Regions from separate parts of the Arachis hypogaea genome. Here region 1 is linked to region 2. The links are chromatin contacts, called in public Hi-C maps. All regions are on one chromosome and are shown on one strand. Each heading gives the region's core, a stretch centred on a gene start, on an enhancer-like site or on the middle of the called end of the contact. The rest is flanking DNA. Distances are from core to core; before and after follow the strand shown.

Region 1 (6,761 bases), core at 401-2,900, 150 kb after region 2:
AAAGCCTCGTCGTGGATTTTCCTGCCCTGCACAAAAGCACTTTGAGTCTCGCCTACTAAACCTGGCATCACATGTCGCATCCTTTGAACCATCACCTTAGATATGACCTTATAAACGTACCCCACCATACTAATCGGCCGAAGATCTTTTATCTCTGTAGCTCCGACGAACTTCGGTGCCAGCGCCACCCAAGTGACGTTCGAGTCCCTAGGTAGCATAGCTGATTGGAAGAACCCCAACACTGCTTCCGTGAATTCCCTCCCAATCTCTGCCTAACACTTTTTTATGAAATTCATGTTATACCCATCACTACCAGGAGCTTTTGAAGACCCATAATCCCACACTGCAGCCTTTATTTCTTCTACACTTGACATCAACTCCAGCTCTGCTGCCTCCTCCCCAATTATTCGCCTAATCAGCCCATCCCGGATCCCAATATTAGGTGAAGGTTCCTGGTGATACAACTCTTTATAGAAATCTCTTATAGCTACCTTGATCCGTGCTTGATTCCTTACTACTCTCCCATGGATCCGTAAGGCTTCAATTCGATTGTTCTCCTACGAGCCGATGCGAGATTATGAAAGTATCTAGTGTTTTTATCCATCTCCTTAGCATTCCTAGACCGTGACATCTGCTTCCAGTGGATTTCCTTTCTGATATACCATTTCTTACAAGAGCTCACAAGCGCCTTCCTTCTCGCCTCCATTGTTCCATCATATACTCCATGACTCACCATATCATCTACCTTCCTGATCTCCTCCTCAAACTTGTTAATCCTTATGTCCAGATCACCAAACTGCTCTCTATGCCATCTCCCCAGTGGGGCCGTCATAGCCTTCAATTTATCCATGAACTGAATCTCCCTGAGACTCCTCCATTCCTCCTTTACCATCCTCAAAAACCCATCGTGAGTAAACCATGAATCCAGGCTCCGAAACGGTCTCGGCTCCCCTCCCAACCTAGTTACGTTCATAATCATTGGACAATGGTCTGACAGCCCTCTTGGACTTCCTTGTAACCTTGTTTTAGGAAATTCTTCCAACCATTCCAAACTAACCAAGACCCTGTCAATACGACTACATGATTGGCCCCGGAACCATGTGAACCGCCTATCAGATAAAACTAGATCCATCAGCTCCATATCATGAACCCAAGATTTAAACTCTGCTACAGACCATGGCAGAGACGTGGCCCCCAGTCGTTCTTCCACTTGGACAATCTCGTTAAAATCCCCCATAAAACAGAACAGTACCTGGCATAAGCCGGACAAGAAGCTTAGCTCTTCCCACACTACAAGCTTTTCCTCCCTATCATGTTCACCATACACCAAACAGAACGCACACCGAAAATTATTCTTTAACAACACTCCATCCACACATAGCCACCTAGCTCCTTTATAGCAACTACTTAAGTTAAAAACCGTGCTATCCCACATCAATAACAGGCCGCCAGAAGCACCTTCTGCCTCCACAAACTCCCAACCCACTCCATCATTACCCCACAACTGCACAACCTCAAATTTAGTCATCACCTCTTTCTTTGTCTCTATTAAGCCTAGCACATGCACATTGAACTTCTTTCTAAAATTTTTGACCATACTCAATTTTTCAGTCCCCGCCAACCCCCGAACATTCCAGGATGCAAAAGTCATTTTAAAACAGTAGTACACACCTATTTTCTATTTTTTGGACGACTTCTTCTAGCCTTTTCTTTCTGTTTAGCCAGCTTCTTCCTCAAAGCGATCTTCTCATTCTGTGCCTGGAATATCGCCATTATATCCTCTTCCTCATCATAAGGCAGCGCTCCAGATTCCACCGCCAGGGTCCAAGCATTTCTATTTTCTTGTATTTCTTCTGCTCTTTTGGTGCCAGACGTTTCCGAATCACCGTCGCTTTCTTCAACATGTGGGTCAGGCTCGAAACCTGCCAGCAATACTCCCTCCCCCGATCCCTCTGTCACCAACGTCACCGACAGACTGGCCGCTGCACCGGTAACTGGGTCAGCCGCTGCATTACCTTTTGCCAAGCTCTCTTGGCACTATAACCCCCCAGCGCATTGTGCTACTATAGCTACACCCAATTCCTCAGCAATACCACGTTCCCCTACTACTCGGTCATTATCACACTTCCAATCGGTTACCATAATTTTATCATCCTCGCCGTACCCATCAAGCCCAAACTGAACCCCCACGCCATGTCCAACCTTCCCCTTTTCACCCAAATCCCCAGCCACAATAATCCGCCCCGCCCTTCCATCTGTGCCAATCTCCTCAACCACCACCAGGGGCTTCGGTTGCTTAGCAGCAGCCAGGCTGCCTGCCAACACCCGAAGCGGCTTCCCCCTCCCACCATAGGCAAATCGCGCCTTCCTCGTGCACCACCGTAGGTGCCAACCGCGAGCACCCTAACGCGTCCCCTGGACCAACCCTTTCCTCTCGTCTCACCTCCTTGCACGCTGCATGCCCTTCCATGGCTCCTGCAGAGTCATCGGCATATTGTTGGTAGGCACCACTTATTGACCACGTGCCCTCACTCACAGAGACCTCAGACTGGACCTGACCCACTGCCTGTGCCACTTGACAATCAGCCTGGCCCAACTCCCGCCTCCTCACACACCCATCAAGTGGGCTACCAAACTACAAGCCCAATTGAACATCCTTAGAATTCGTTGAACCGTTTTGGGCTACCCCACTAGAAGGAGTCACGTGAACTTCACTTGGACCCACCCATCTCCTACCACTAGTGACGTCCCCTTCAGCCACCTCCCTCCCCGTTGCCAGATCCCAGGACAAAGTCCTCTCTGAGTCAGCGCCCTCATCGTTCGGTGAAGACTCCGCACATTTAGCCTTCGTCACACTGGAAATAACTGCCTTGGTTGTACCTCTCTTCGGTTCAAAATTTAAAAGTTTGTTACTCCACTCATTCAAAATCTCCGAGAAAATTACAACTCGACCCTTCACCGGCTCGTCCTCCCTTGCTGTCCCCGCCATCAACTCCGCCGCTGCATCCCAGCTCACCCTTTGCTCATGACCCCGAGCATCCTCAACAGTACATCCACGACCTCCAGTAGCACAACCTCCTCCAATAACGAGGCCCCGGTTACCTCCCCTACCAACATTCGTCTCATGATCCAGGGAAGCATAGGCTCCACTCCCCACCTCTGTGACAAATGTATCAAACATATCCGTTCCAACAGAGATACCAATTCGTTCATGAATTACCTCATACCTGGCCGTATCAATCAACACACGTCCCACGCTGAAAGACACTCCCGATATTGTTGCTGGATCATAACTCACCACCTCTCCCTACTGTTCACCAATTAATCGGAACGTATCTTCAGACCATACATGAACGATATCCCACTGCATTCGATCCAGACTCTTCTCCTATCACACCGGTCAGTCTCACTCCAACGACAAACACGATAGAAAAATTTCAGGAGGCCATTCATAGTAAACGTTAGAGCCTCATCCGCCCGGCAGTTACTATCGAAAATTAGCAAGGCTTTGTGAGCCCCCAACTCACAAACCTACACCACATGGGGCCACTCCCGTCGAGCTATGGCGTTCAACCGGCTGTAATCAATAGCTTTCCAAGTACTACCAACAATGCTCCGCCGCAACCAGTCCATATTGCTTTCTACCAGTGAAGCCTTAATGACCCGTACCCCCGTGTCCTCTGTACCCTTCGGCCAACACCGTTGCTGAGGATCACTCTTAATTACGTCCAACTGAACCTTGTCCAAATTGACATTTGACTCACACTCGACCACCCTGGCTACCCCAGAATTTCCCTCCTTATCAACAGAGTTCCCACAAACAACCACCCTCTTGTCAGCACCCAACCTCGTACCAGCACTGTCCTGGCCTTTACTCCCCTTGGAGTCACCCCTCCGGAATCTAGCCTCACTAACAAAAATCTCATTTTCCCGTAAGCGCATTCGGTTCATATCCGAGATTGCCTTCAATGCTCCACCTTTCGTAGTATACCGGATAAACGCAAACAAGTACACCAAGCTACCCCTTGTCTTCCTAGATAAGTAAATGTCGTTGATCCTCCCTGTCCAAGAGAACAATCCAAACAACTCCCGCTTCGATATGTCTCCCAGTAGTCTGTCCACGAAGATGGTGAAAGAGTCCTGTTCCAATTGAAGAAACTTTTCTCGATTCCAAACTCTTGGATCCTGAACTAGATGTTGAGTATGCACAGGCCGACCCTGCCTGGTGTTTCCCCACTCCCCACACTCTCTCGCTCTCATGATCTCTCACAATCTTTCTTCATCACTAGCTACCAATGTATTTATATATAAATATATGTGTGATTTAATTTATTTTCATAGTATATTTGTATTTCAATATATATTTTATAATGGTGGCTGGTTTTAGTGTACACGTAACATAACCCATTTTTTTTTGTATTCACATTATAAATTATTTGACTATTTAAATGATAATCGTAGAAAGTAGTAATAATATATCAATATATAATTAAATGCGTGAAAAATATTTTTATATTAATATATTAAAATTAAATTTTATATATTAATATATTATAGACACTAATTTATTAATTTATTTTTTTATTTATTATAATAAATTTAATAAATATATTTTATAAAAAAATTACATACTAAATGTCTCTCCATTTTCGTCATATATAAGATAGAGTTTATATATCATGCCTATAATTATAGTGACCATAAGATATATAAATTTTATTAAAACTAATGTTACACTTTGTTTATATTTTAGTAATATTTTGTATTTTTAAATTAAAAAATTATTATATAATAAAAAATATTATTTTAATTTTAACAATATTCTTAAGATACTACTATAATATAAATATTATAGCATTCACCCATATATAATATATATAGGAAAAACTTTACGTATATCAGCTACTATTTTAGAAGATCAAAATTTCAAGTGGGATCCGATTGCTTGTAATTTATTTGTCGTGTAATTTTGTTGTAATGTACAAGACTAACCTTATTATGAGAGAGAAAAAGATAAAATTGGTCATCTAGTGTTATGTGGCTCGACATGATTGTGATGTTCTTATTCCTTCTTTGAAACGATGGACTTTGATTAAATTATAAAAAAAATTACACGGGGTATTAGTAACTTATGCAACGAATTATATAATATAATACTTTTGTAAAAGAAAAAAAAAAACAAGATTAACACAGAAATAGTTTTGTATGTGAAATAATTTAAATATCATGGTTTTTTTCTTTAAATGTTAAGATAATCATAGTTAAGAACTTTTAAGATTGTTAAATTTTATATGTTCATGAACTTTTAATATGGTTAAAATAGTCAATTTTTACAAATTTTTGTGTGTTAAAATAGCTAAATCAAAAATAATACTTCATTAAAATAATTATAAATTTTTCTATATCATAAAAATAACAAATCATTTCTAATAAATAAAAAATTGTTTTTATTTTTAAAATTTTAAATAATTTAATACCTCAATAATTTTTTAAAGAAAATGAGAATTAATTTGTTACTTTATTTATAAGATACTAATTTGTTATTTTTTATTTAAATAAAAAATATTTATTTTCAATTTGCATTAAAAAAATATTTATATTTATGCATATTATTTGTTAATTTAACAACATAAGTTGTAAAATTAAAAAAGAAATAAGTATTTATATGCACAAAATATGAAATAATGAGACAAAAAGAATCACTCTTATTTTCGCAGGCTATTAGGCAAAATTATGGTAACAAATATTTAATTTTAATCATAAATATCAATAAAAAATATTTTAGTTTGTATTCAAATAAAATATAAAAAAATTTAAAAACTAATAAAAATTTAAATTCAAAATAAAAAAATTATGTTTTTAAAAACCTATAAATTTAAATTATGAATTTTGATTTAAAAAAAATAGACTTAATATATAACCATCTATAGTATAGTAGTACATGAACTTAAACTTTAAAAATTTTAAAATTTGAAATAACAAATAATCATAATAAAACAACTTAAAAAGATCAATTAGATTTATACCATATGTGATTAAAAAATGTTAAGAAATAACATTAGTCAAATTATTACTATTATTTAATTTTTAAAATAAATATAATATAACAAATATGTTGATATGACTATCTGATAATTCAAATTCAAACTCTAAAAAATTCTTAAGTTTGAGTTGTTCTGTCCTATATGTGTCATATAGAAGGTTATATCTTAAGTGTATTTTTTTTTAAATCAAAAGTCTTGATAATAATTTCTTAGCTGATAATAAATTAAATGATAAATTTTAATAAATTGTATAAGATCGTTAATCATTTTGTTTTATATTCATAAATGTGGTAAAATACAACTTTTACTAAATTTGAATTAAAGCATACAATTTAAATTCTTATTAATTTATTTTTTCATATTTTATTTAAATCTAAATAAAAATATTTTTTATTAACATTTATATTTTAAAATTTATGAAAAGTAAAATAAATAATTAATTTAAACATAAAAAATATCAATGTCAGTAAAAATCTCTTTTATCCTATTTTACATGCATAGCTTGTGAAAAATAAGTTAATTTTTTTTTGTTTTTTTATTTTGAAATCAGTATTTGTAATTTTTTTTTAATTTTATAGTATACACCTGCAAAATAAAGCTATTTGCAAAAAATAACACTACCTGTAAAATAACAAATAATACGCCTAAAAGTAAATAATTAGTTGTTTCCAACACAAATTAGAAATTAATTTTTTATTTAAAAAAAATTCTAATTTA
Region 2 (7,132 bases), core at 2,077-4,576:
TGGAGACTCTGGACCGAAGAAGAAAGAATGAAAGAAGAAGAGGATTGGCTCTTTAGTTAAAGTGTGGGAAGAGAGAGGGAGTTGCCACGTGTCAGCCATACATAGCAAAACGTTGGTAACGTTTTCCGCTTAATGGTATCGATGTCTTCATCGCGGCAAGTGGCAACTGACGTCTCCCATAGCGCCGTTAATCTCGCCTGTTAGGCCATTTTGGTGGGTAACACCACCGTTGGCCCAATATTAAAAAAAAAAAGTTCGATAAATTTCATCCAACCTACTATTCTAATTAATTAGAGAAGAATAAATTGACAAAAATACACATAAAAAAATTAGATATAGATAAAGGTACATATCAAAATTCGTAAATATAAGTACATTTAAAAGATTGATTTCGAAGGACAAAAAAAAACACATCCCAAGTCTTACAAATTCACTAACGACATGGTATTTTGTTCATCGAAAATAATCTTTCATGTGTATTTTGATATTTACAATTTTTGTGTATACTTTTATTCATCCCAAACTTTTTTATGTGTATTTTTCTCCATTTTACTCATTAGATAATTAAATGGATTGGCCTGCCAAGTAACAATCTTACTGATGAGCATTGACTATGAAAATATCGCCCTTTTTTCACACAAGCAACGAAGAAATGAACATAGAGGACTGCATCAATTACCAATTAAGCTGTTCGATCCTAGTTCAACAGCAGTACAAAAGAAAGACCGTACTATATAATGTTCATATTTTGTTGATAACAGAGAAACGCAAAATTGATAATACCAAAAGATCTACAACACCAAACTGAATAGACGAGACACATCTTACTTAGGATGCTATAACAGCATGATGACGCCTGAACCCTGTAAAGGCTTGAAGAAGCTCTTTGTATCCATTCCTATAGTGCTCAAGTGAAATGCATAGCTGCCGGATTGCCTCCCTCTTCTCTTCATCTCTATCTGAGATCACAACCTTCTGCATAGTCACCTCTTTTTCAAGCTCTTCCACATTCATTTTCAACTCATCAATTAGGTTCTTTCTTGTTTCCGATACTGAAATCAACTCTGCGTTTTGTGCACGTAGCTGGGATAACTCTCTGTCCACTTCTGTAATTTGATTGTCCCGGAAGCTTAGCTCAGCCATAAGTTTGTCAATCTTGGCATTGGCTTCATCTCTTTCAGTTGTGAGCATGTCATACTTTTGCTTATGCTTGTCAAATTCCATATTAACAGCTTCTACATCATGTCTTCTCTGATCAAGCTCTTCCTTCAAACAGCTGATTTCACCCTGCAAAGCCCTCTTTTCGGTAGCATGCTGCTCTTCTTCTTTCAATTTTTCGGTTTCAAATTGTATCAACTGCTTTTGCAAAAGATCGCCTCTAGCTTCACACTCCCGGAGTGTAGATCCCATCTCTTTTTGAATCGCTGACAAACTATGAATATTAGCTTGCATCTGATCTCTCTCCCAAGTGATTTGTGCCTTGGAAGTAAGCATTTCATCCTTCAATTTTTTCATCTCACGTGCATGCTTTGTTTCATTAGCTTTGTAACATGAAATTCTGCCCTCAAGCTGCAGAATCTGCTTTCTCCTAGAACCAAGCTGGCATTCTAATGTGGCTGTGTTTTCCTTTGCCACTTCAAGCTGTGCCTGCAACTCATGCGTGTCAGATGACCTACTCTGGAGTTCCTCTCTTAACCTTTCAAGTTCATCATTTGAGGTCTTAAGCTGTTCTTTTGCTGCCTCCAGCTGTTCCACCAAATTTGCAATCTTGTTGTAACAATCTGGAACATGAGTTTCCAATTCGGCTGTTTGCTTTTGCAACTCCAGTACCTGTCCTTTTTCGCATTCAAGATCATTCACTTTCACTTTTAATTCTTTCCGCACACTGTCAAGCTCATCTTTCAACTGGAGAATCTCCTGTTCCGAGAGTGAAAGTTTTAAGTTGGAAACTTTAAGCTCTTCCTCAGTTTTATTGAATTTGCTGACCAACTCTTCATAATTTCTATTCTGTCCCATCAGAAAGCTATCTGTTTTATCCTCCCCAAGTTTATGACTGTGTTGCTCTGCATCAGTATCAGGAAATTCTTGCATCTTAATACCTTTAGGCAGCCCTTTTTCATCAGTATTCACAGGTGTCTCATGGATGTCAGTTCCAGATAGACTAAAAGATTCTGTCTCCGAATCTGAGGATGTCGAGGAAGACGATCCAGGCTCCTCCTTCACAGAAGTCCCGAAGCTATCAACACCTGAGCCTGGAGACGAGAAGTCAATATTGACAGGTTCAGGGCCAGACTCTGGTAAACTTGGTTTCTGATGTGGTGTATAATACGGTGTCGCCTCCACACCCTTTTGGTTAAAATCTAAATCAGAATTATCAGAACCTTCCATCTAAAGTTTTGGGGGCTAAATCTATGGCAGGAACCTGCATGGGAAGGGAAACCAAATTTCCCAAAGGACTAAGATTTCTTATTCAATTATCAGGAATCAACAAGGATAAATGTCATGCGATTCAAACCATTTTTTTAAAAAGAAAAATCAATAATATGAATAAATAAAAATCTCAGATTGCAAATCCAGCTCTTTGCATAAAGTCCAAAACCCTAAAGAGAGATAGCAAGAGAAACATATCTGGAAAATTTAGAATCTCCACGCCTCTCATGTCATGTCATGTCATTACAAAGCCTAAAGCTAGAACTCATTGACCAAGATTAAAGAAAACCAAGAAAAAAGATGCATATTTATTGTTTTCCAGATTAATCCATTATTAACATAAACCGAAGTACAGTCCTGACTCTGTGTTCAACAGCATATTCCAAATTTTGGAAATGAAGTAAGGTTAGCTTTAAGTCAAGAACCTCCAATCAGAGAGTAAATAACCAATCAAGAACAGAAAATCACGATTCATCCGTCGCAAAATGAATTGTACAAGCGTATAATAATAACAACAACAACAACAACACTCCGAAGAAATGTATGATTTTGCGATGACTAACCTGGTGCGGAAATTGAAGCGATGGAAAAGACTGGGATTTGAGGGAAACAAACGAGAGTAAGGAACTGATGCTACTGATTACTAAATTGTGAATGTGAATGTGAATGCGAATGTCTTAGGATTAGGGAAGTGATGGGCACAAGAAAGAAAAATGGAAGAAAAAGGGTTAAGAGAAAAAATAAGAAAGCAAGTGGGTTTAGAAATGAGAAGGAAGAGAGAGTCTCGCACACTGAGCCAAAACGGAAAATGCCGACCAACTTCAGACACGTGGCCCCCTAATTTCTGGCCATCACCAAATCAGTTATCCCGCCTCTTTCATTTCCTCAAATTTCAATTCTCTCTCCCTCTTCCTTAATCCCTCTTTTGTCCCCTTTCGGTAGGGTATGCATGATCCGACTCGACTCGAAAATCTGATCCGGCCCCGAATATTTTAGAAATTATTTTGATGTGATTTTATCGGATTTAGAGTCGGATAAAGTTTAAAAAATAGATCCGGTCATTATTTTGGGTCGGGTTCGGACCATAATTCGGGTCACCTGAAGTCGATCCGGTGGTCCGGTCATCATACACAATTAATATTTTGTGTTATTAGTGATGAATGATGGTTATTCTTATGTGAAATTTAAGTATTGTAATATTTTGTGTTATTAGTTATTATAAGACTATAAGTTAATGTTTTATTTTTAAAATGCATAAGATTTTAGACTAATGTATAATATTGTGTTATTTATATTGATTTAAATATTTGGTGTTATTAGACAATATTAGTATTGATTATGGTTGTTATGCTTTAATTTTAGAGAAGAGTTGGTTCTTGTTATATTATTCTAAGTGAATTTTACCATGCAAATAATGGTTGGAGTCTTAGAAATTTGGATATTTTCACATGCTAGCTTATAAAAAAGTATCAAGATAATGTAGTGTTAATGGCCCAGTTTTTACCCAGTTTTTACCCGGTTTAATCGTAGCCCGAAAGTGTATAGATTTCATCGGGTCTAGAGTCGAGTTCGAGTCTAATAAATAGACCCGATATATATTTCGGGTCGGATCTGAATCACATCAAATCCGGTTTCACCAGACCCATGCACACCCCTACCTCTCAGAACAGAAATAGATCATCTCAATTTTTCTAATCTTTTTGTAAAGGGTAATTTTTTATATTATTTAATATTTTTTTTACATATTTTTTTTGTCTTACTAAAAAATGTATAATAAAAAACTACACTTTGAAAAAATAAAAATATTAAGAATATCTATTTCTTTCGACCCTGCTTTTTTTCATGGGTTCATCCCAAACTACTACTTTTTATTTGTTTTGGTAGGTTTGTTAGGTTAGGAACATGTCTGGGAACTCATAAGGTCTATTATAAAACAAAAATAATCATTTTTCAACTCAACTAATAATCAAAACTAACATACAGTTTATACGTTAAAGTATTCATGATTATAAGCACAATAATGCTCGAAAATTAAGTTAATTATTCAACTAAATCTAATTAAATTGGTATAACCTAATTGACATCACGTGTCATTATTTTTAACTACTTTTTGACTAAATACACTACTATATGTAATTGTTTTTTGACAATTTCTTTCTCTGCGTACTTCATTTTTTTTTTCTAATTTCTTTGCGGACTTCTTCTCCTCCTCTTCTTCATTTTCCTTCATCTTCTTCTTTTATTATTGTCGTTGTCACCACCACACCATCACCTCCATCTCCTCCTCCTTCTCATCCTCTTTTTTTTTTTCATTTGAATTTCTTCTATATCCTCCTTCCTTTTCCTTCTCCTCCATTGTCATTATGGTTATCGTTATTGTCATCATCGTCGTCTTCTTCTTTTACATGTATAACAGTTCAAATCCAAAATGCACCGAAATTTTTTAATGATGACGACACACAAACAAACTCAATTTAAAACAAGTTTAAACCAGAATGCACCGAAATTAAATCAAGAATACACCGAAATTACTAAATGATAATTCAAAACTCCTCTTCCCCCTTTTTCATTATCATCATTTTCTTCTTCTTCTTCTCCTCTTCTTCCTCTTTTTTTCTCGTCTTTCTCCTTTGTTATCGTCGTCGTCACCACCACCACCACCTCCATCTCCTCCTCCTCCTTCTTTTCTCATTTAAATTTCTTCGTCTCCTCCTTTCTTTTTCTCCTCTTCTTCCTCCATCATCATTATTATCATCATCGTTATCGTTATTGTTATTATCATTGTCTTCTTTTTATATGTATAACAATTCAAATCCAGAATGTACCAAAATTTTTTAATGATGATGACACACAAACAAACTCAGTTTAAAACAAGTTAAGATCAGAATGCAACAAAGTTAAATCATGCACCGAACTCAAAACTCCTCCTCCTCCTTCTTCTTCATCATTATCATCATCATCTTCTTCTTCATCATTATCATCATCTTCTACTTGTCTTATTCATCATCTTCTTCTTGTTTTATCTTCTCATTATTCTTCTGGTTTTATTTTCTTAACAACAATAAAAACAAAAAAATCAAATAAAGAAGAAAAAGAAGAAACACATAATGGTGAAAAATTACTAGAAAGAGGAGGAGGATGAAAAAGAAAAAATGCAATAACAACAACAGCAATAAAAGAGCGATTATGAGAAGAAAACAAGCGAAGAAGAAGAAGAAGGAATGCGAAAAAGAAGGAGGAGAAACGCAAAGAAGAAAGAGAAGAAGAAGAAGGAGGAGGAGGAGGAGAGGAATGCAAGAATATTCACGTAGTTGAAGCGTGTATTCACGCTCTAACTAATAAAATTGATTTTTATTAGATTTGGACCAACTTAGTTATACTTAATTGTCAAAAAGACTTGGATGTATATCATGATTCGTTAATATTCAAACATAACATACCCCATAATTGTTGTATGCTTGATTATTCAAAAAAAATTATATAAACTAGTGTATTAATCCACCTTTTTATAATGACGATGATAATAATAATAAGGGGTAAGTATTTTTTTTGTCCCTAATATTTAAATTAGAATCAAAATCGTCCCTAACGTAATTTTTTATTTAGAATCGTCCTTAACGTTTTATTTCGTATTAAAATCGTCCTTTTAACTTTTTACGGACAAAAATACCCTCTAGCACTACCAGTACCTTTACCACCACCACCACCTCCCTTACTCCACCACTACCACCTCCCTTACTCCCATCAAATACTAATAATCAGATTCAAGAACACTAACAATAACATATTATTTAAGTTCAGAAACAACAACATCAAATTCAACAACAAAATCAATACACAACAATAATAAAATCAGAAAAATAATAAATCAAAATCAAAATCAGAAGTAGAAGCAAAGCAGAAACAAAGCAAAAGCAAAAGAAGACACAGACGCAAAAGCTGAAGAAGAAGCATATACAGAAGCAGAATAAGAAGCAGATGTAGAAGGCGAAGTAGAAGAAGAAGCAGAAGCAGATGCAGAAGCAGAATCAGAAGTAGATGCAGAAGAAGAAGCAGATGCAGAAGCCGAAGTAGAACCACCAGCGCCGCCCTTGCCTCTTCCCCTTCCGTCACCGCCTCGCGCTTCGTCCTTTCTTCTTCCTCGCGCATCTCCCTCTCTTCATTGTTCTGCTTCCCCGACGGGAGCTCGTGGGCGAATCGGCAGCGACGACTCAACGGCGTGGTTTCCCTCCAAGGCCCGATGACGATGCGACGACGGCAGCGAGCCCTAGTAGCGCCGATGCATCTCCTTTCCCTCTTCTCTTCTCTCCCATCGCAGCCCCTCTTTCCTTTCTTCTTTCTTTCTTTCTTTTCGATTTTCGTCAAAGCTGCTGACGGCGACGGCGTCTTCAAGTTTCGCCGGCGTCATCCCCCATCCCCCCTTCCCCCTCTCCCTTTCCCCTTTTCCTCCCCCCTCTCGCGCCTTTTCCCTTTTCCTTTTCCTTTTTCCTTTCTCCCCTCCCCCTCGCGTTTTTTTCTTTTTTTTTTTTAATTTTATAATTTTTTTATTTATTAAAATAGGGTAATTTAGTAATAAAATTAAAAATTTTATTAAAAAAAGACGATTTTAATATGAAAATAAAACGTTAAGAATGATTCTAAATTAAAAATTACATTGAAGACTGTTTCGATTCTGACCCTAAACGTTAGGGACAAAAAAATA

Evidence for each region. Hi-C and Micro-C count contacts between places; a contact is called where the count stands out from the background.
Region 1: a contact with region 2 is called in a Hi-C map of leaf, with 1.6 times the contacts expected there. The contact joins the promoter of LOC112786056 here to the promoter of LOC112783007 in region 2. A contact is called at or near these places in 2 of 8 Hi-C or Micro-C datasets (both in leaf).

The regions. Positions count from the first base shown.
Region 1 is chr20:99,991,050-99,997,810 of arahy.Tifrunner.gnm2.J5K5, forward strand. LOC112786056 reads right to left here and starts at 1,651. Exons shown (of 1, transcript XM_025829480.1): 1 at 515-1,651. The coding sequence starts at 1,651. The coding sequence ends at 515.
Region 2 is chr20:99,837,910-99,845,041 of arahy.Tifrunner.gnm2.J5K5, forward strand. It overlaps LOC112783007, which reads right to left and starts at 3,327. Exons shown (of 2, transcript XM_025825726.2): 1 at 2,994-3,327; 2 at 648-2,422. The coding sequence starts at 2,388. The coding sequence ends at 829.